Linked DNA regions of Mus musculus: all the other regions are linked to region 1. The links are chromatin contacts, called in public HiChIP or PLAC-seq and promoter capture Hi-C maps. All regions are on one chromosome and are shown on one strand. The core of a region is the stretch at or near the end of the contact, and the rest is flanking DNA. Distances in the headings are between cores, read along the strand shown. Region 1 holds the start of Btbd9 (BTB (POZ) domain containing 9). Region 2 holds the start of Mdga1 (MAM domain containing glycosylphosphatidylinositol anchor 1). Region 3 overlaps Zfand3 (zinc finger, AN1-type domain 3). Region 4 holds the start of Zfand3 (zinc finger, AN1-type domain 3). Region 5 has its middle 19 kb from the start of Zfand3. Region 6 has its middle 45 kb from the start of Gm41559.

Region 1 (2,700 bases), core at 128-2,627:
CACTCACAAAAGCTCGTAATAGAACAGTGGCTCCTGAGTGGTTTTTCAAAGCAAGCTTTACTGATTCCAAGACGTGAGAACTTCAGAGACCATACCTTACAGAGACTCCGTTATAAAACTGAATCTCCTGATTTTAGACTCTGGGTGGAAACTCTAAAGTTATGTCCCTCAGTTTTTAGGCATGATCAAATGTCAGTGCTCCCTATCTTGTCACTCTCACTTGGCACTGCCTTTAACTCATAACGGGAAAGATTATTTCTTCCATTTGTCTCCATTATTCCTCCTTAAAAAACCACCACATACAACGGACCCAACAGAATCCTGTATACTGGCTGATGGCCAGTTGCATCATTTAACTCCAGTCTCACCATGCCAGCCCACGCGTGAAACACAATCTACATTTCCACCAGATAAATAACAGCCCGCACTGCTTCTGGGAAGAACACACACAAAAGGCAGGGCTGCTCTACCTGCAAGACCCTTGAAATGGCCAAAGCACAGCACGGTTCTGGGAAATAGATACAAGGGCAGATTTGAGTCTATGAGGAAGTAACAATACTGGATGGATATGGTCCCTTGGCTTCAAAAATGTGGATCAACACAGGATATAATAATAATAATAATAATAATGTTCAGAGAAGCACGTGGGCATGCACGTGAGGCTGGAAGGTCCAGGCAACAGGTTAGTCAACCAGCATCTTCACTGACAAGTCGCCTTCCCCGGGTCGTGGGTGTGCCCGACGCTCACGCAGGCACAGATTCTAACGATCTCTCTAACAACCCGCTCCTACTCCCAGACCCGCCAGGGTAGAGCTGACGGATCTCTTCGCGGTTTACCCCAAAACTTTGCGAACCCCGAGGGTCCCCATTTCCGCGTTTGTCAGGTTTGCACAGTCGGCGTCTCAGTGTGGACGCGCGGCTGCTGAGGAACGCGGGCTTCTCCCGCTTCAAATTCCTAAAAGGAAACCGGCAGCGTCGCACTGGAGTCCAGTCACTTGTCCCTCGGCACCCCTCTCTCCAGCGCCCCCCTCTCACCCCCCCCCACCCCCACCCCAGAGCGCCAGGCCCGGGAACTGACCCTCCTCAGCCCCCGTCCCCGCCCCCGGAACCAGCGGCCGAGGGGCGTGGAGCGGCGCGCGCGGGTCCGGCGGGGAGGGGGAGCGCGTCCCCGCGCCCCGGGCCCGCGCAGCAGGTGCGGCCAGGCCCCAACTCTCACGAGCGGTCCGGGCGACTCACCCCGACGATGTCCCTCAGCGACCTAGAAGCCGCCACACACGTCTCTTCCGCCAGCAGCGACCCCGCCTCGTGGCCACCGCCCCCTCGACCGCCGCCGTCGCCGCCTTCCTCGCCGCCGCCGTCGCGGCGCGCGCCCGCTTTCACGCACACCGCCGTGGCCGCGCACGCGCTCTGCGCGCTGGCGTCACTTAGCAACGGCTCAACCGTGGGCCAGTAGAACCCAGGACGCCAGGGCCCCAGGTCGCCTCAGGCGGGGGTCTTGCGGCGTGTTTCCCCAGGTCGGAGCCACTGCCCCTCCAGTACTGGGCCCTGAGGGTGTGGCCGCCCTGCCGACACCTGGCTCAGGGTGAGGCACGTCATCACACGTCACTGAATAGCGTCATCGGTCGCGTCACTGCGTAAGGGGACGAGCCGGAGCGCCGGTTGGAGAAAGCCTCGTCTTTCTGCACTTAGTCGCTTGCCTGATGGACAGTCAGCTACGTGCGAGAAGTTGGACGAGGAGAATGGGCCAAGAGAGGCATTACCAGCATGAAGGTGCTACGAGGCCAGGCCTGAAATACCACGACTCAGTTTCCTCCTTCTGTCAGTGGGAAGACGGATACCCGACTTGCCTGCGCTAGAAAGGTGTCAACTTAGGACGAAATAATGCATGCGAGGCTGCGGGCGAACTGATCTCATTCGAACTCCTTATTTCAAGACCCTGACAGAAAGCCCGGACATAAGTCCTCGACACTCCAGGACTACCAAGTGTAACGTATAAAGCCCATTAGACTCCATCTTTCACATAAGAAGCAGGCACTGTGAACTTTGAAGCCGTAGAAATTGGGTTGTAGGTCTTTCCTGGCCGAAACTGGAGAGTCGTCACTCTTGAAAGTTACTTACCTGGGTGTGTGGGTTTGAAGATGGAAGACTTAATTCCAAGCAAAGACGACTTAAATGGGCAGTGAAAATGAACAGACACAGCAAGGGTTAGGGCTGGGCCAGTGAAGGATCAGAGCCACAACCTAGACTCTGGCGGTGGGGATGGAAACGCGGAGGCCAGCTCTGAGCGGGGGAATGAATAGGTAGGCCAGGTTTCTAGCGTGGTTGCTGAGACAGGTGGGAGTAACATTTAGCAAGACGGAAAGAAAGCTGCCTTTGTGTGTCAGTTACTAAATGGTAGTGACATTCCTTACGGATGACATGGTAGAACGATGGAATGTGGATACGTTGGTTGGGGAAACATTCTCCGCTCTCATCTTCCATGTGGAACGATATCCATCAATTTAATACATCTACTTTCCGATACACGTGTCCCCAATTTATTTGTCCTTGGAGAATTGACTTCGGGATTGGTACATTTAAAAAAACAAAGGGAGCCGGGCGGTGGTGGCGCATGCCTTTAATCCCAGCACTCTGGAGGCAGAGGCAGGTGGATTTCTGAGTTTGAGGCCAGCCTGGTCTACAGAGTGAGTTCCAGGACAG
Region 2 (2,769 bases), core at 232-2,731, 690 kb before region 1:
GCCGAGGGAGGAAAAGGATTCCGTGGGAACAGCTGCCCCAGCCCAGAGCTTGGGCTCTTCCCGGGTCTCCTGAGCTCACTGTATTATTCTCCCAAGACTTCCGGATCTCTCTAACCCCTGGAAAGATTTCGGAAAGCCGAGACCTTACCCCGGCATCCCCAGCCTCACACCAATAGCCTAGGACCGCTTCTTGGGCTCGGGAGCAGCCTGCTCGGTCTCCCGGCGCCCAGGCGAGGGCGGAGACGCGGCCATCAGTGCATCCACCAAGCCCCGGCAGCGCGCACTTTGAGCAAGATCTTGTAAAGTTTCCGGGCGGCTCCGCCAGGGTAGAGCGGGACGCTGGCTCTTACCATAGACTCCTTGTCCCCGACAGTGGAAGGGGATAAGCGCCAGAAGTAGAAGACAGGTCACCTCCATCTTCACGGCCAGTGCTTCATCCCCGCGAGGCGGCGCAGCCTGAGAGGCGGCGGGGGGCGCATCCGCCGGGGCACCGCTTTGCCCTCTGCGTTCCCTCCTTTTCCCTGAGTCGCGACGGAGAGGGCGGCGACCGAGACTAGGAGTCTGAGCAAGCCGCGACTCGGCTCTGTCCTCTTCCCACAGGGCGGCTGCCCGGGTGGAGACGCAGGGGGCGCTGCCCCAGACCTTGAAGCCTCTGCGCACCGGGCGCAGCAGCCAGCTCCCTGGCCCAGAAAGCTCGGCCACCGAGCAGTCCTAGGTCCCCAGGGCTGTCCACCGAGGGTGCTGAACGCGGGGGGACCTCTCTGCTGCGGCGGCCGCGCTCCGATCCAACAGGCCACCGATGCCTGACAAACTTGTCTTTTCCCCGCCCAGGGGACGCCCCTCCGCGGAGCCAGGCCAGGAGGCCCGGACTCTGCTTTGGTTAATCCGCTGGCTCCAGTCCTGCAGTAGGTGTGGAGGGCTCCGCAGCCCGACCCAAGGGAGCCGGGCTGGGCGCCCTTCCCGGAGGCGAGGGCGCCGGGTCCCGGTCCTCTGGAGCGCTGGAGCAGCGAGGACTAGGTTCGGCAGCGGGGCGAGCGCTCCGGGTCCCCGAGTCCGCGAAGTTAGCCGAGCCGCCGCCGAGGAATCCGGGGGAGGCGATCGCGTCCCGGCGCCCCCGCGGGAATCCAGAGAACGGTTCCAAAGCAAGAGGGACCGCAGCCAGCAAGGGAAAGAGGAAAGTTTGAGTCCTTTGAAAATAATTCGCGCTCTTGCGGAGGCCCGGGCTCAGGAGCTGCTGGCCGCCTCCTCTCTCCCCGCTCCTCTCCCGCCGTCTGGCCGCCGCCGTGGCATTCCCGGGCTCCGCGATCTCGGGAGAGCGGGGCTGCGCCGCGCCCCAAGTTGGGCGTCCCCGCCCCCCTCCCGGCGGCCTGGGCCCGAGAGGGCCCCAGCGGGCGGGGCCGGGCGGGCTCCGGGGCACCGCGGCCACTCCGGCTCCGGGGCCGCGGGAGCGCTCCGCTCGCTCCCTAACTTGGGCTTCGCTGTGCTGCTTTCTGGTCCCTCCGAGCTTTTCATTCCGCGCTTCCTCCACCTCCCCATCACCACCACCCCGCCTCCCGCTCTCCCTCCTCCCTTCTTCCCTCCTCCCATCTCCGCGATCGGTCTCTCGCTCTCCCACCCTTTGTCGCTCGCTCGCTCTCCTGTTTGATTCCCCTCCAGTTAAAAAAAGGGGAGCCAATTAAAGGCAGCCCAGCTCGCCCGGCCCAGCCTCTGTCCAATTTCCTTGCTTCCCCCAGGACCAATTAGAGAAAACAAAACAGGGCTGGGGGAAGCAGTCTCTCTCTCTCTCTCTCTCTCTCTCTCTCTCTCTCTCTCTCTCTCTCTCTCTCTCTTTCCCCGCCCCCCCCATCTCTCTCTCCCTATCTCCGCCTCCCCCACCAGCCCCCTGGCAGAAAAATGTCAGAAAGCAGCAATGGATCCATCTATCCCGAGGACAGTAGCGGGAACGTGGGTTCGGCGCGGGCTCTGCAGCCGCGCACTCGCACACGCTCTCCGCCCTCCCTTGCACAGCCCAGGCTGGCAAAGCCCTGGCCGGGTGCAAACGCTCGCCGCACGCTCGCCGGGCAAGCACCGGCGGCTGGTTGCTGGGACGCAAGCCTGCAGGGCACTGGACACTTAATGAATGTTTTGCACTTTGGAGAAGGTGATACTGGAGCCTAGGATCGGAGGGAAAGGCCAAGGCGTCTGCTTCTCCTAGACCAGAGCTGGCGCGAGAGGCGGTTGCCTGCTGTCGCTCTGCAGGGATGTTGGCTCGGCTTGGGAATCCCGCCACCTCCACCACCACTACCCGCCCCTGGCAGAGCCCCAGCCCCTTTCCAAGCTGCCTCGGCCTCTCCCCGGGTCGGGCGCCGGGGACGCTGCCAGAGGCACTGAGGAGGAGGACGCGCTTGCAGCTTGCAGTGTCCTAGCTGAGGCCCACAGGTTGCCAACAGGTTTGCCAGCAAGACCCCAGTGCCAGAGCTCCACAGGGACACCCAGGGTCCCCTTCAGCCCGCTTCTCTCAAATCCTGCCTACCCGTGAGACCTCAGGCGTGGCCAAGTGCCCTAGGGGTGCTCGCGCTTCCTGCAGCCAAGCCGGGAAGCCTGTCTCCCCCCACTTCGAGACTCCGTCACCTTAACCCGGCCCTCCCCGAAGCTGTGACCAAGATGTAGTTCCTTCCAGACGCCCTTGGGGAGGGGCGTGGGCTGGGCAGAGAGGCGCACGACCTCCCTGGCGCCTCCGATAGCGTCCTCCCTCCAACCCGGTCCTGCTAATCTTACCTGCTCCACCTG
Region 3 (2,794 bases), core at 133-2,632, 520 kb before region 1:
ACAGTCAGTGCTCTTACCCGCAGAGCCATCTTTTCAGCCCCCTCCCTTAGATTTCTTGATAAATATGCTCCATGAGTGCAGTTGTGTATGAAGCTAATTTGAAACTTAGGGCCAGAGCCATGACAGTTAGGGAAATATTGGGAAATAAACTGCTGGACGTTTATAAAGCAGTTGAGAGCTCACGCAGAAATTTAGAAATATGCAGATATTTGGAATAGAAGTCAGTTGACAAAGGCTATGTTTCAGAGGAAGATAGGTGGTGTGGGGAATGTGGCCAGTTGTTAGGGACTCGGGAATAAAAATTAGAGAAGGAGTTCTCTGCACCATTAGAAGCCTCTTCAGGTCATAGAGAAAAAGAGGGTAGGAGAAAGGGAAGATGGTTGGACAAGTGGCCTCTCCCCTTTGTCTCCTCTCTGGAATGCTGAGGTCACTGTGAGAGAACACAGACCTGGCAGGGATATAGTTCTGAAAGCAAGAATGTCAGCCACAGTGCTGACTCCTGCTCAGATAGCTCATACACTTGCTCTCTGTCACTTGTGTTCAGGGAGGAGTTACTGTGGCCACCACGTAAGTGTAGAAGGGGATTTGTTTCATAGGTTGCTTTTGAGTACAGTATCACATCCAGCAAAATGGGAAAAAAAAATCCAAATTTCTTGATAGTAAATAATCTCTTATTTAATGACCAATTAATGACAAACCAAATTGGCTTCCCCTTTTTGGTTTGTGGTTTGTTTTTGAATGCTGTGATAAAGTTGCCCTTTTTCTCTGCATCTCTGAAACTGCACAGCGAGTGCTGATTAATTATGCATAGAATCTTGGAATGTTACACCTAAGCCTAGAAAGTGAGAATGTGTTATGTCAATAATGTTTGTAATTAACATGGAATTATTCACTTTGCCCTTGTGGTTTATAGTGGATTGGTGTGCGCCAGTATGGGAAAGGCATGACAGAAGTCTCTTGTTCGAATTCATGATAAGACTGATAGGTAATTGAAAAAAATGTGTTAACACATGGAATCCTAAGTACACTTGGCTGCCTTAGGGTAAATGTGAATGTATGTGATCTTTGTGTCTTTCAGTGAAGCTTCAGACCTTTCTTGGACCTGTCTGTCACCCGACTTTAGAGCCACATACTTAGTTTTACATAGGACATGTACATACCTCATCACTTATTGTGTAGTTAGCATAGAAGGAACATGGTTGTTGTGGTTGGGCTTCAACCCATAGCAAAACCTTAACTGTCCCTTTTACTTGCAGTTAAACCTCCACAAATGACTCACCCTCTGAGAGCCTTGAGCACCCTCGCCCCTTTAGATGAGGATTATAGTATAAGAGTCAGTAACTGTGGATGCCTTAAACACACTCTAGCTTAAAATAGTCATCTCATTTAGTCACGCTGTTGACACACACCCGTGCTTGTGGATTACGTTCAGTTTTGTCTCCTGTTAGGAGAGGAGACCAAAGAGAATTTGTGAAGCATTCTGAAGATAGTCTTTCTTGATTTTAAAAATAAAATTTTAAGTGATTAAAAGTGGATTAATTTGACAAATTTATGACTTGATGTTTTGATAATACATTGTAGTGTGGCCACAGCAAGATTATTAACAGTTGTATTCCTTCACACGTGTCCGTTGTTTCTACCGTTGGCTACACTAATTGGCATTCCCATCATGAGGTGTGAGGAAATGGATTTCTGTTAGCTTGCTACTTAATTTTTCTTTAAATGTACCTGCTGGCCATTTTAAAATTTTTATTTTTTGGGGACAAGGCTATATAGACCCGGCTGGCCTCTAAGCTAGAGAGCCTTCTGGGCCTGCTTTCCAAGTGCTGGGGTTAGAGGTGTGTGCCTCCATGCCTTGCTGTCTGATGGCTGGCCATATTGAGAAATTTCTTCCAGTCCTTTCTCCAGTTTTCTGTCATGTTTCTTTTGCTGTTTATGCTCTTTAAATGTTTAGGATGTCAGCTTCATAGTAGATGGGACTAGAAAATGTTTCTACCCATTTCTTTGTCTGTCACTCTTGATCGTTTACTTTGCTGTGCATAATCTTTCTAGAATTTTTTGTTTGTTTTTCAAGACAGGGTTTCTCTGTGTAGCCCTGGTTGTCCTGGAACTCACTTTGTAGACCAGGCTAGTCTCGAACTCAGAAATCCGCCTGCCTCTGCCTCTTAAGTACTGGGATTAAAGGCGTTCGACACCACCGCCCAGCTATCTTTCTAGAATTTTAATGATTTATCCCGTAGTCATTCTACTATGCTTAATTTGAATTAGTTTTTCAACTGAGCAGGATTAGCATTGCTGCATTTTAGAACTAATCCCCCGCGTTAAAAAATGTCATTTCCTTTGCGATGTTCCTTTAAAAAAAAAACTTAGCAACCGTGGTCTGCATGACTTAGCGTGGTGCGCAGCAGTTCCAGCGCTGGCCAACTGTCGAGAGCCTCCTCTGTCACTCCTAGCTAGCAGGCTGTGTATTTTAACTGGTTTTTTTCTTGTTTGCCTGAGTGAGCTGGACTGGTGAGTTAGTAGTTGTTTGTTCCCTGCTTCCTGTCTGTTGTAGTAGGAATTTAGTCTGACAGTAACTGCTGTTCTAGGTGGCAGGCAGGTTAGTAACAAGCTTAATTTTTTTTTTTTAATTTAGTCTTTAGTCATATAACCTTATGTCTGAGGTAACTGAAATTATATTTAGAGTGAGCCCATTCCACTGCGCCTCCTCTTCTCCCTTCCTCCTCCTTTTCTCTCTGTTTTCATCTCCGGGTGTTAAAGGATTGAACCAAGAGCTGTGATTAGTCAGTGCCTG
Region 4 (2,798 bases), core at 188-2,687, 570 kb before region 1:
AACAAACTCAGAGAATGCCCAAACTGATATAAAGGAAAGGAAAAGTACTATTTGGTAATAAAGTTAGTCTAAGTAATATTCTCTGGGGCTGGGTTCCCTTGGAGTTGAGAGGGTACATGGTAGCCTTCCCGTAAGTTCTGGACTTTTAAGTTGGCTCCAAACCCCTTAAGGTCAGGTCACTTCTCCAAGAGTTCTGGTGGACGTTTCTTTTGTGTTCAAATTAGTGATCGCTAGTGGACTATTCTGGTCACCGCTGACTGGAGAACAGAAAGAATTTAGGACTGTGGTAAGGAATATTAAAGAATTCTTTCAACGGCTCAAGTTTGGCCACTTATTAATGTCCAGTAGGGATCAAGTTAAATCTTCTCCCCCAAACCAACCATATTTACCCCAGGGAGGTTTTCCAAATCAAGATAGTGGGAGTGGACCTGGGGTACTCCAACTGAGGACATCAGAGGGGTGAAACACTTGGGCAAGTTCCTTCTGCCCCACGACTTGCTATCTAGAGATGTTCCTGAAATTCATTTATGGCAGGACGGAGGCCACTTTTCCGGGGGAACTGTCTGAGTGGGTTGGGAGTAGGGGAAATGGGAAGCGAGATTCTCCGGCGGCTGGCAGTTTGGGGAGGAACGCTTCGCGGCACTCATCAGGGGCGCGAGAACAGTGGCCTTGAAGACCCAGACGGCCAGCGGTGAACGCAGGACACCTAGGCAACTTCCGGGTTTGGAAACGCTCCACCCAGCTCTGGACAGACTACCAGGTCTCCAGGCGCATGCGCCGCCGCTCTGGGACCGACCCAAGTCACCCCAAACAACTAATTGGGCCCCCGGCCCGCTTGGGGCGTACCATTTGTCTCAGCTGGGGGGTGGAGGCAAAGCTCCCCCACAGGACTCTGAAACCCGCTCTCCTTCCTCAGCCAGGAGCGCAGGCTAGCTCTCGTAAAAGTCCTGGGAAGATGGAGGGCTGAGAGGCGGCTCGCACGAGGAACTCGGGAGGAGCACGCACCGCCCAGCCTCCGAGGCTCTGAACAAAGTGGCACGCCCGGATCCCAGCTGATCCGTCGGGCTCCGGCGGCGGCGGTGGCTCCCCCGGGCGAGACCATCGCGCCGCCTCGGGAGGGGTGTCCGCCTCGGGGAGGGGGCGGAGCGGCCATTGTCCGGTCAGCGCAGTCTACGGGGCGGGGGAGGGGATTACGGAGCGAGCGGGGGCCCGGGGCGTCACAGCCGGCCGCTGCGACTCCACTGCCGGCGGGGGCTACGGGTTCCTCCCCACCCAGCCCCGGACCCGCCAGCGCCGCCGCACGGGACAGCGCCGTGGCTGGGGGGCGGCGGAGAGAGCCGCCAAGGCCGCCAGATCTCCCCGGCTCGCACGGCCCAGCCCCTCCTCCGCAGCTCCCCTCCCTCTCCTCGCCGCGCCCCCCCCCTCCGCAGGCCGAGTGGTGCGGCCCGCCTCCAGCTGACCCGCCTGGAATCCCGGCTCGGAGCTCCGGACTCGCGCCCGCCTGCGCGCCCGCTCCCTCCCCCTCCCCCCGCCCCGCGCCCCCCGCCGCTGCCGCCGCCGCCTCCGCTTCCTCCGAGGGGGGCTCAGGCCCAGCCGCCGTCGCCTCCGAGCTCCGCCGCCGCCGCCGCCGAGCACCATGGGAGACGCCGGGAGCGAGCGCAGCAAAGCGCCCAGCCTGCCGCCTCGCTGTCCCTGCGGCTTCTGGGGGTAAGTGTGGGGGCAGGGGCGCGGGCTCGGGCCTCGGGGTGGCGGTGGGGACCCGAGGGAGGCCAGAGCCCCGGGAAGCTGGGCCGCGGAAGCCGGGCCTCGGGGGAGCGGGCGGGGACCGCGGCCTCGGCCTGAGGAGGGCTGCGGGAAGGGGACGCTGGTGGGGGGGGGGGGAGGAGGAAGAAGAGGAGGAATAGGAATAAGAGGAGCAGGAGGACCAGGACCGCTCGGGCCGCGCTACCCTCTGTGGGACTCGCTGGCCCGAGGCCGGCTTGGGGTGAGGGGCCACGGGTGAGCCGGAGGGACGAGGTGGCGGCGCTGGCACTTCTGACGGGGCAGGGTTGCCCCTTTTCCTTTTCCCTTGGCCTGTGGAGGCCAGTCCGCCTCCCCCTCATCTTGGTATGAGTTGGTGCCCAGCCATCAGGAGGGTATTTCCTCTGACTTTTTCACCTCCCCTCCTCCCTGCTGCTCCCCGGGAGATTTGCATCATCACTTCCTAAATTATATCTCAGTCCCCATTTGCTTTTAGGAAGCTGTTCACACGTCATACGTTTGAACAGATCCAGGGTCCAGAATTTGGGCTTGGGGTGTAAAGTTAAAAGGCATTGTTGAGGGTCTTACTTTTTAATCTAAAACATGTTTCAGGGAGTCTGTAAAATTACTCTGTCCAAAAAAACCCCTCCTCCACCACCACCACCACCACTACCACCACCACCACCACTATCACCATCATCACCACCATCATCATAACCACCAGCAACAACAAACAACAACAAGGAATCCCCCAAACAGATAAACACCCCTACCCAACTAAACCGAACCGAAAACAGAAACTTCTCAACAGAACCTCCAGCCAGCCTAGCTTGTGGAATGTGAGAGTTGCCTTCCTTCCTTGGCTCTCAAATTCTCTTTCCCTATTAAAAATTTTCTTTTTAAATGTTCACTACACAGAGTATAGAATTCCATGCCTCATTAGGGTGAGTTGGGGGAAGTTACAAATAGATTAGATAGATAGATGGGACCCCCCCACTCCTACCAGCAGTTATAGTTGGTCCTTGGAACACTTTGGGTTTTCTAGATTGTCACCTAAC
Region 5 (2,700 bases), core at 58-2,557, 590 kb before region 1:
AGAGCACTGACTGCTCTTCCAAAGGTCCTGAGCTCAATTCCCAGCAACCACATGGAGACTCATAACCATCTGTAATGAGATCTGATTCCCTCTTCTGGTGTGTCTGAAGACAGCTACAGTGTACTCATATAAATAAAAATAAATCTTTTTTAAAAAGTGGTTTGTATGTGTTATGTTCTATGGAAGTGTGGTGAGGTGTGGGGGAAGGGAGTGTCTCAGTGGGCTCATGCCAAGGCATCCCTTCCTGAGGAACCAGCCACTCGATGCTGTGGTATAGAATAGATATTCAGGGCACGGGGAGGGGAGTTAAGAGAGTAGTAGAGGCAGAGAAAGGAAGAGAGGGAGAGAGTAGAGAAGTAGAGGTCGGCTATGAGCATGGAGAGGGGGAAAGAAAGAGGAAGACCAAGAGAGCAGGAGAGCAAGAGAACAAGAGAGACGCAAAAAGAGGGAGGAGAGGTCAAGCAGCCTCTCTTATAGTGGGTCAAGCCTACCTGGCTGTTGCCAGGTAACTGTGGGGTGGAGTTTAGACAGAATACTACCACCCTCCAATACCTGGTTGGGGCAGGCTGTGCTGGGAAACATCACTGACAGATGAAGTGAAGAACCGTGAGTAAGTGCAGGCAGCCCTCACCCATCTGTGCCTGTCAGTTTCTGCCCAAAGATGCTCTAGTATAGCAGAATTCGCCGGGGCGGTGTGGGCAGGGGAGGACTGAGTCCAGGGTCTCAGAGCATTAGAGCAGTCAGATCACATCTACTAAGCTAGAGAACCCAGCAGCCAGGTATCACTTCCACAGCCCACGGATGACGATGCCCCAGACATTGGCAGATGGCAGGACGCTGCCAATGGGCATTCTTCAGGTTGCAAATGTACTTTAAGATCATGTTTTTTCAACTGGCCCCAAAAGTCAGAAATCCTGCCAGGGACAGACTTAGGCATGCACACCAATCAGATTGGTGGGACTTCCAGGACAGGAGGTAAGGTGTGACTTTAATTTAATTTAATTTTTTGTGTGTGTGATTTCGAATCCACGACCTCACCCCAGGGTCCCGGGAGACTTCTGTCCTCAGGCTTTGTCCCGTGAATATAAGCATGTCCTTTGATTTCCTCTGTGATCTGGAATGTTCTGGCCAGGCTTTCTTCTGAGCCACATGAAAGCTTGAAGAGATTTATAAATAGAGTTAAAAATCACAGGATTATTTTCCCACAGTTCCTTCTGTAAACGGAGATGGCTGAAGGGAGAGGTGAGAGGGCATGGGGGTGGGGCCTTGGCCCTGTCCTCTCATCAGGGCAAATTCCAGGAGTGGAGGATGTTTCTATTGGAAAATTGCCTCTGCTCCGGAATGTCTTTGTTAATGGACTCTCTCCTTGGACTGACTGAATTGTCTTCCTATCTGGGGAATCATAATCTATTGAGGCCTCTAACTGAGGCAGCTCTGTCTGGGAAGAAATCCTGAGGACTGCCTTCATCCCTCCCTTCCTCCCTCCCTCCCTCCCTCCCTCCCTCCCTCCCTCCCTCTCTCCCTCCCTCCCTTCCTTACTTCCTTTTTTCCTTATTCCCTTCTTTTCTTTCTTCCTTCTGTCTCTGGACCTTAGTTTTGGAAAGACAGAGTCAGAGGGCAGTGTCCTGTGGGCAGAGAGAATCACAGTCTATTGAGACTTGATGTAATCCCATCAGAACAGGGTTAGGAGATCTCTCTGTGTCTGTGTCTGTGTCTGTGTCTGTGTCTGTGTCTGTGTCTGTGTCTGTGTCTGTGTCTGTGTCTGTGTCTGTGTCTGTGTCTGTGTCTGTGTGTCTGTGTCTGTGTCTCCTCCCTCCCCTGCCATGTGTGTGTGTGTGTGTGTGTGTGTGTGTGTATGTGTGTGTGTCCTGAGTTCAAATCCCAGCACTGACATGGGGGGGGGGGTAGGGAGGGGAGGGGATGAGGGTGGCTCACAGACTACCTGTAACTCCAGCACCAGGGATCTGAGTCCTTCTTCTGGCCTCTATGGACACCTATACACATGGTACACGTGGAGAGAGGCAGAAAAATAAAAATAAGTCTTAAGAAACTAAAAGAAGCAATTTAGCCTGGCAGTGGTGGCATATGCCTTTAATCCTAGCACTTGGGAGGCAGAGGCAAGTGCATTTCTGAGTTCAAGGCCAGTCTGGTCTAACAGAGTGAGTTCCAGGACAGCCAGGGCTACACAGAGAAACCCTGCCTCGAAAACAAAACAAAACAAAAAACAAACAACAACAACAAAAAAAAGGAAGCACTTTAAGAGAGGAAGAGCTAATTTTTCGCTCTGGGTTTAGAGGGCACAGTCTGTCGGGGTGGGGAGAGTCTGGTGTGTGAGCCTCCAGCACTTGTGGCAGAGAGAACTTGAGCTTGTGTACGTCTCTGTGGACCAGGAAGCAAAGACCGAGGCCCAAAGCCTTGTGCCATGACCATCAATTATGTAACCCAGTTCTTCCGAGTGGGCCCTGCCTCCAGGGACATGGGGTATCCGTGGAGAGTAGAGAGGCCACCCATATAGAGTAAGTCTGACACAGAGGGAGACCGGTAGTGATATAAGCTCCCAGCCCCCACAACTGATGGCTACAGGGCATGTCCATCCGTTTGACAATGTGGCAGACAGCGTCAGCTCCAAGTAGACACTCATTCAAGATCCACTCATGCAAAATAATCCCAGCACTCGGGAGTGAGGCAGAGGCAGGTGGA
Region 6 (2,700 bases), core at 50-2,549, 640 kb before region 1:
ATCTTAGGGTTTGGTCTGTCTCTGTGTGAGACTGCATTGCATCAAGACATCAGTTCATCTTTGATTCTCAGCTCGACTTGCTCTCCACCCAGTAGCCTTCCCTCTCCCTCCCTGGGCTGCAGGCGACACTACCGACATTGACTTGGCACCAGCACCGTGAGCTTTGTCTCTCACATATTGGTGTCCAGCTTTCCCTGCTAGATAGGAGCCTCTGGAGGACAGGGAGATTGCTTTGAATTATCTCTGGGATCCCCGAGTCCAGCACAGTGCCTGGCACACAATCACTACTTACTGAATAATTAATGGGATGAATGAAGCGAACAAATTAAATGTTCTTGTCAATTACAAGGATGTAGATCTTTTCTTCCCGGGGAGAAAGAGAGAGGTGAGGAAGAGCAGTGGGAGGAAAAAACAACTTGGCTTAGCTTTGTTTTGCAGGGAATATAAAGCATTTCATCGATCTGCCTTTTAAATTAAGAACAGGAAACAGGAAAGCCATTCAATAAATAAAACATAATAAAAACACCTCAGTCCCACAGTATCGCTAATTAAGGGGGACAGAGAGAACAAAGGGGGAGAGAGGAGGAGAAATGAGAGACGCTGAACAAGGATGAAGGGCAGCAAGACAGACAAGGAGATGCAGAGAGGCTACAGGAGGCTGTGGGGCCACTGGGGTATGGCAAGAGGAGACCGCAGTGTGATGGTCCCAGCAGGCTCTGGGAAACAGGGGAAGGCAGTGTAGATGGAGGAGAATTCCCTGCCAACAATTGGACACCCAGAAGTGAACATTCCTTCTGCAGAAGGAGAGAGGCAAAGACACTTATGGAGTCTGTGGATGGAGGGGAAATCCCTATGGCTGATCCGGACCTGTGTGTGTGTGTACGGGGAGGGGAGGGATCTCTGAAGTTGAAGCAAGTGAGGCTGGAGGACTGGGGAGATGGCTCAATGGTTAAAACCAGTGGCTACTCTTGCAGAGGACCCAGGTTCAGTTCCAAATGCTACCACATGGCAACTCACAATCATCTGTAGCTCCGGTACCAGAAGTCCTTCTCACGCCGTCTTCTGACATCCCTTCCGACACAGTGCACATACACAACACGCAAACAAAACACATACACGTGTAAAATAAGATAAATACATCTTCCTTTTAAAAAGACAAGGAAACTGGCGAGAGGAAGTGAGTCACGGGTCGATCAGGCACCTGCATTAGTCATTTAGTCACACAGATCAAGGGCTTCATGTGGCTGGGTATGTTTCAGGGCTGTGGCAACTCTATAGAGCGGGCAAGTATAAGAGAACAAGGCTCAGAGGAGCAGAGGAAATTTCCCAGCTTGTCACACCGGTGTCATCTGATCCCAGACCCCATGCCCTCTGTGTCCCTGTGGAAAAGCCACATGGGGAAAGGTAGTAACAGTTATGGAGAACATTAGTCATAAGCCCTCCCCTTTATTGTCAATTTGGTGGCATCAAGAATCACCTAGGAGATGGGCTTCTGGCCGTAGCTGTGAGGGAGGGGCTATCTTGTCCAAGTTAACCAATGTGGGAAGATCTGCCCACTGTGGGTGGCACCATTCCCTAGGCTGAGACCCTGGACTCTATATAGAAAGAAGTAAGTGTTCTAAGTGCAGAAAATAAACAATAATTGAGTGCTCAGGTGCAAAGGGACACCTGTGTCACACCCCCATCCCAAAGGCTGAAGGATCATCTCAGAGGAAGAGGTGGGGAGGTTGTAAGAGCCAGACATCAGGGAGAACCAGAGCTAAACAGTGTCTGCTGAGCATGGCAGGACCACTACATGCAAAGAACTCGAAGCTCCTGCCGTTACCTGCACAAGAACTATATAAAAATCAAGCCTGTCAACATTCTACCATGGCGTGGGAAGGGATTCTCAGGCTCTCACCCTTAAGCGAGGAGCTGTGGAGAGTCGATGGCTACTACAGGGGTGAAGGCCACAGAGTCATTTTTCTTTAGGGGTGTGACTCCTGGTAAGCTATGTTCCCTCCAGATGTCCCCATATCCAGGAGTATGTTATGTAGGCAGTACAAGTTGGGGTTAATGTGTCATTTTATTATATATATATATTTTTTTGTTTGTTTGTTTGTTTGTTTGTTTTGTTTTTTTGAGACAGGGTTTCTCTGTATAGCTCTGGCTGTCCTGGAACTCACTCTGTAGACCAGCCTGGCCTCAAATTCAGAAATCCACCTGTCTCTGCCTCCCGAGTGCTGGGATTAAAGGCGTGCACCACCATGCCCGGCAATGTGTCATTTTAAAAAGAGGAAATAGGACTGGAGAGATGGCTCAGCACTGATAGCTGCTCTTCCAGATTTCCTGAGTTCAAATCCCAGCAACCACATGGTGGCTCACAACCATCTGTAATGAGATCTCATGCCCTCTTCTGGGGTGTCTGAAGACAGCTACAGTGTGCTTAGATTAAATAAATAAATAAATAAATAAATAAATAAATGACATAAAGTTTGGGGGAGGGAAAGGCGGTGGGGATGAATCTGGAAGGAGTCAGGGAGAAAAATGGGGATGAGTTGTCAAAATATATTACATGAAATGTTCAAAGAGTGGGCTGGTGAGATGGCTCAGTGGGTAAGAGCACCCGACTGCTCTTCTGAAGGTTCGGAGTTCAAGTCCCAGCAACCACATGGTGGCTCACAACCATCGGAAACGAGATCTGACTCCCTCTTCTGGATT

What was found. Promoter capture Hi-C pulls out the DNA fragments that hold promoters and counts their contacts. HiChIP or PLAC-seq counts read pairs in DNA pulled down with a chosen protein or histone mark.
Region 2: an H3K4me3 HiChIP or PLAC-seq map of embryonic stem cells shows a contact between it and region 1, with 12 times the contacts expected there. The contact joins the promoter of Mdga1 here to the promoter of Btbd9 in region 1. A contact is called at or near these places in 18 of 39 promoter capture datasets (the 3T3-L1 cell line, the C10 cell line, the HPC-7 cell line and 11 more), 20 of 484 Hi-C or Micro-C datasets (the HL-1 cell line, the HPC-7 cell line, LSK cells and 13 more), 18 of 115 datasets of contacts at active chromatin or transcription factors (astrocytes, bone marrow-derived macrophages, craniofacial prominence and 13 more) and 1 of 9 other capture datasets (embryonic stem cells).
Region 3: a contact with region 1 is called in a FOXA1 HiChIP or PLAC-seq map of pancreatic cancer cells. The contact joins the enhancer-like site here to the promoter of Btbd9 in region 1. A contact is called at or near these places in 4 of 39 promoter capture datasets (the HPC-7 cell line, cranial neural crest, frontonasal cranial neural crest and 1 more), 7 of 115 datasets of contacts at active chromatin or transcription factors (acute myeloid leukemia, bone marrow-derived macrophages, embryonic forebrain and 4 more) and 3 of 9 other capture datasets (adipose tissue, liver and pancreatic islet).
Region 4: an H3K27ac HiChIP or PLAC-seq map of embryonic stem cells shows a contact between it and region 1, with 4 times the contacts expected there. The contact joins the promoter of Zfand3 here to the promoter of Btbd9 in region 1. A contact is called at or near these places in 13 of 39 promoter capture datasets (the C10 cell line, the HPC-7 cell line, HPC-7-derived erythroid cells and 9 more), 11 of 484 Hi-C or Micro-C datasets (the G1E-ER4 cell line, the HPC-5 cell line, LSK cells and 7 more), 27 of 115 datasets of contacts at active chromatin or transcription factors (the NIH/3T3 cell line, the SCID.adh cell line, bone marrow-derived macrophages and 16 more) and 4 of 9 other capture datasets (adipose tissue, liver, macrophages and 1 more).
Region 5: a contact with region 1 is called in a promoter capture Hi-C map of liver, with 2.6 times the contacts expected there. The contact joins the enhancer-like site here to the promoter of Btbd9 in region 1. A contact is called at or near these places in 14 of 39 promoter capture datasets (the 3T3-L1 cell line, the C10 cell line, the HPC-7 cell line and 8 more), 2 of 484 Hi-C or Micro-C datasets (the N1E-115 cell line and muscle stem cells), 15 of 115 datasets of contacts at active chromatin or transcription factors (bone marrow-derived macrophages, double positive thymocytes, embryonic basal ganglia and 8 more) and 1 of 9 other capture datasets (pancreatic islet).
Region 6: a contact with region 1 is called in a FOXA1 HiChIP or PLAC-seq map of pancreatic cancer cells. The contact joins the enhancer-like site here to the promoter of Btbd9 in region 1. A contact is called at or near these places in 1 of 39 promoter capture datasets (stem cell-derived epiblast-like cells), 13 of 115 datasets of contacts at active chromatin or transcription factors (craniofacial prominence, embryonic basal ganglia, embryonic forebrain and 7 more) and 1 of 9 other capture datasets (adipose tissue).

Annotation. Positions count from the first base shown.
Region 1 is chr17:30,574,910-30,577,609 of GRCm38.p6, forward strand. It overlaps Btbd9 (BTB (POZ) domain containing 9), which reads right to left and starts at 1,378. Exons shown (of 11, transcript NM_027060.1): 1 at 1,237-1,378.
Region 2 is chr17:29,887,097-29,889,865 of GRCm38.p6, forward strand. Mdga1 (MAM domain containing glycosylphosphatidylinositol anchor 1) reads right to left here and starts at 1,482. Exons shown (of 17, transcript NM_001368423.1): 1 at 351-1,482. The coding sequence starts at 417.
Region 3 is chr17:30,051,264-30,054,057 of GRCm38.p6, forward strand. All of the region lies in intron 1 of Zfand3 (zinc finger, AN1-type domain 3), which reads left to right. Among named protein-coding and RNA genes, the nearest start is that of Zfand3, 48 kb to the left of the region's middle. Within about 2 kb of position 1,383, at least 39 of the 459 cell types and tissues checked have an H3K27ac peak or open chromatin away from gene starts, as enhancers often do. A contact at or near this core is called in the HPC-7 cell line, pancreatic cancer cells and pancreatic islet, where this site is marked.
Region 4 is chr17:30,003,602-30,006,399 of GRCm38.p6, forward strand. It overlaps Zfand3 (zinc finger, AN1-type domain 3), which reads left to right and starts at 1,438. Exons shown (of 6, transcript NM_001356265.1): 1 at 1,438-1,707. The coding sequence starts at 1,637.
Region 5 is chr17:29,984,469-29,987,168 of GRCm38.p6, forward strand. No RefSeq gene overlaps it. Among named protein-coding and RNA genes, the nearest start is that of Zfand3, 19 kb to the right of the region's middle. Within about 2 kb of position 1,308, at least 27 of the 459 cell types and tissues checked have an H3K27ac peak or open chromatin away from gene starts, as enhancers often do. A contact at or near this core is called in liver, where this site is marked.
Region 6 is chr17:29,933,117-29,935,816 of GRCm38.p6, forward strand. No RefSeq gene overlaps it. Among named protein-coding and RNA genes, the nearest start is that of Gm41559, 45 kb to the left of the region's middle. Within about 2 kb of position 1,300, at least 18 of the 459 cell types and tissues checked have an H3K27ac peak or open chromatin away from gene starts, as enhancers often do. A contact at or near this core is called in pancreatic cancer cells, where this site is marked.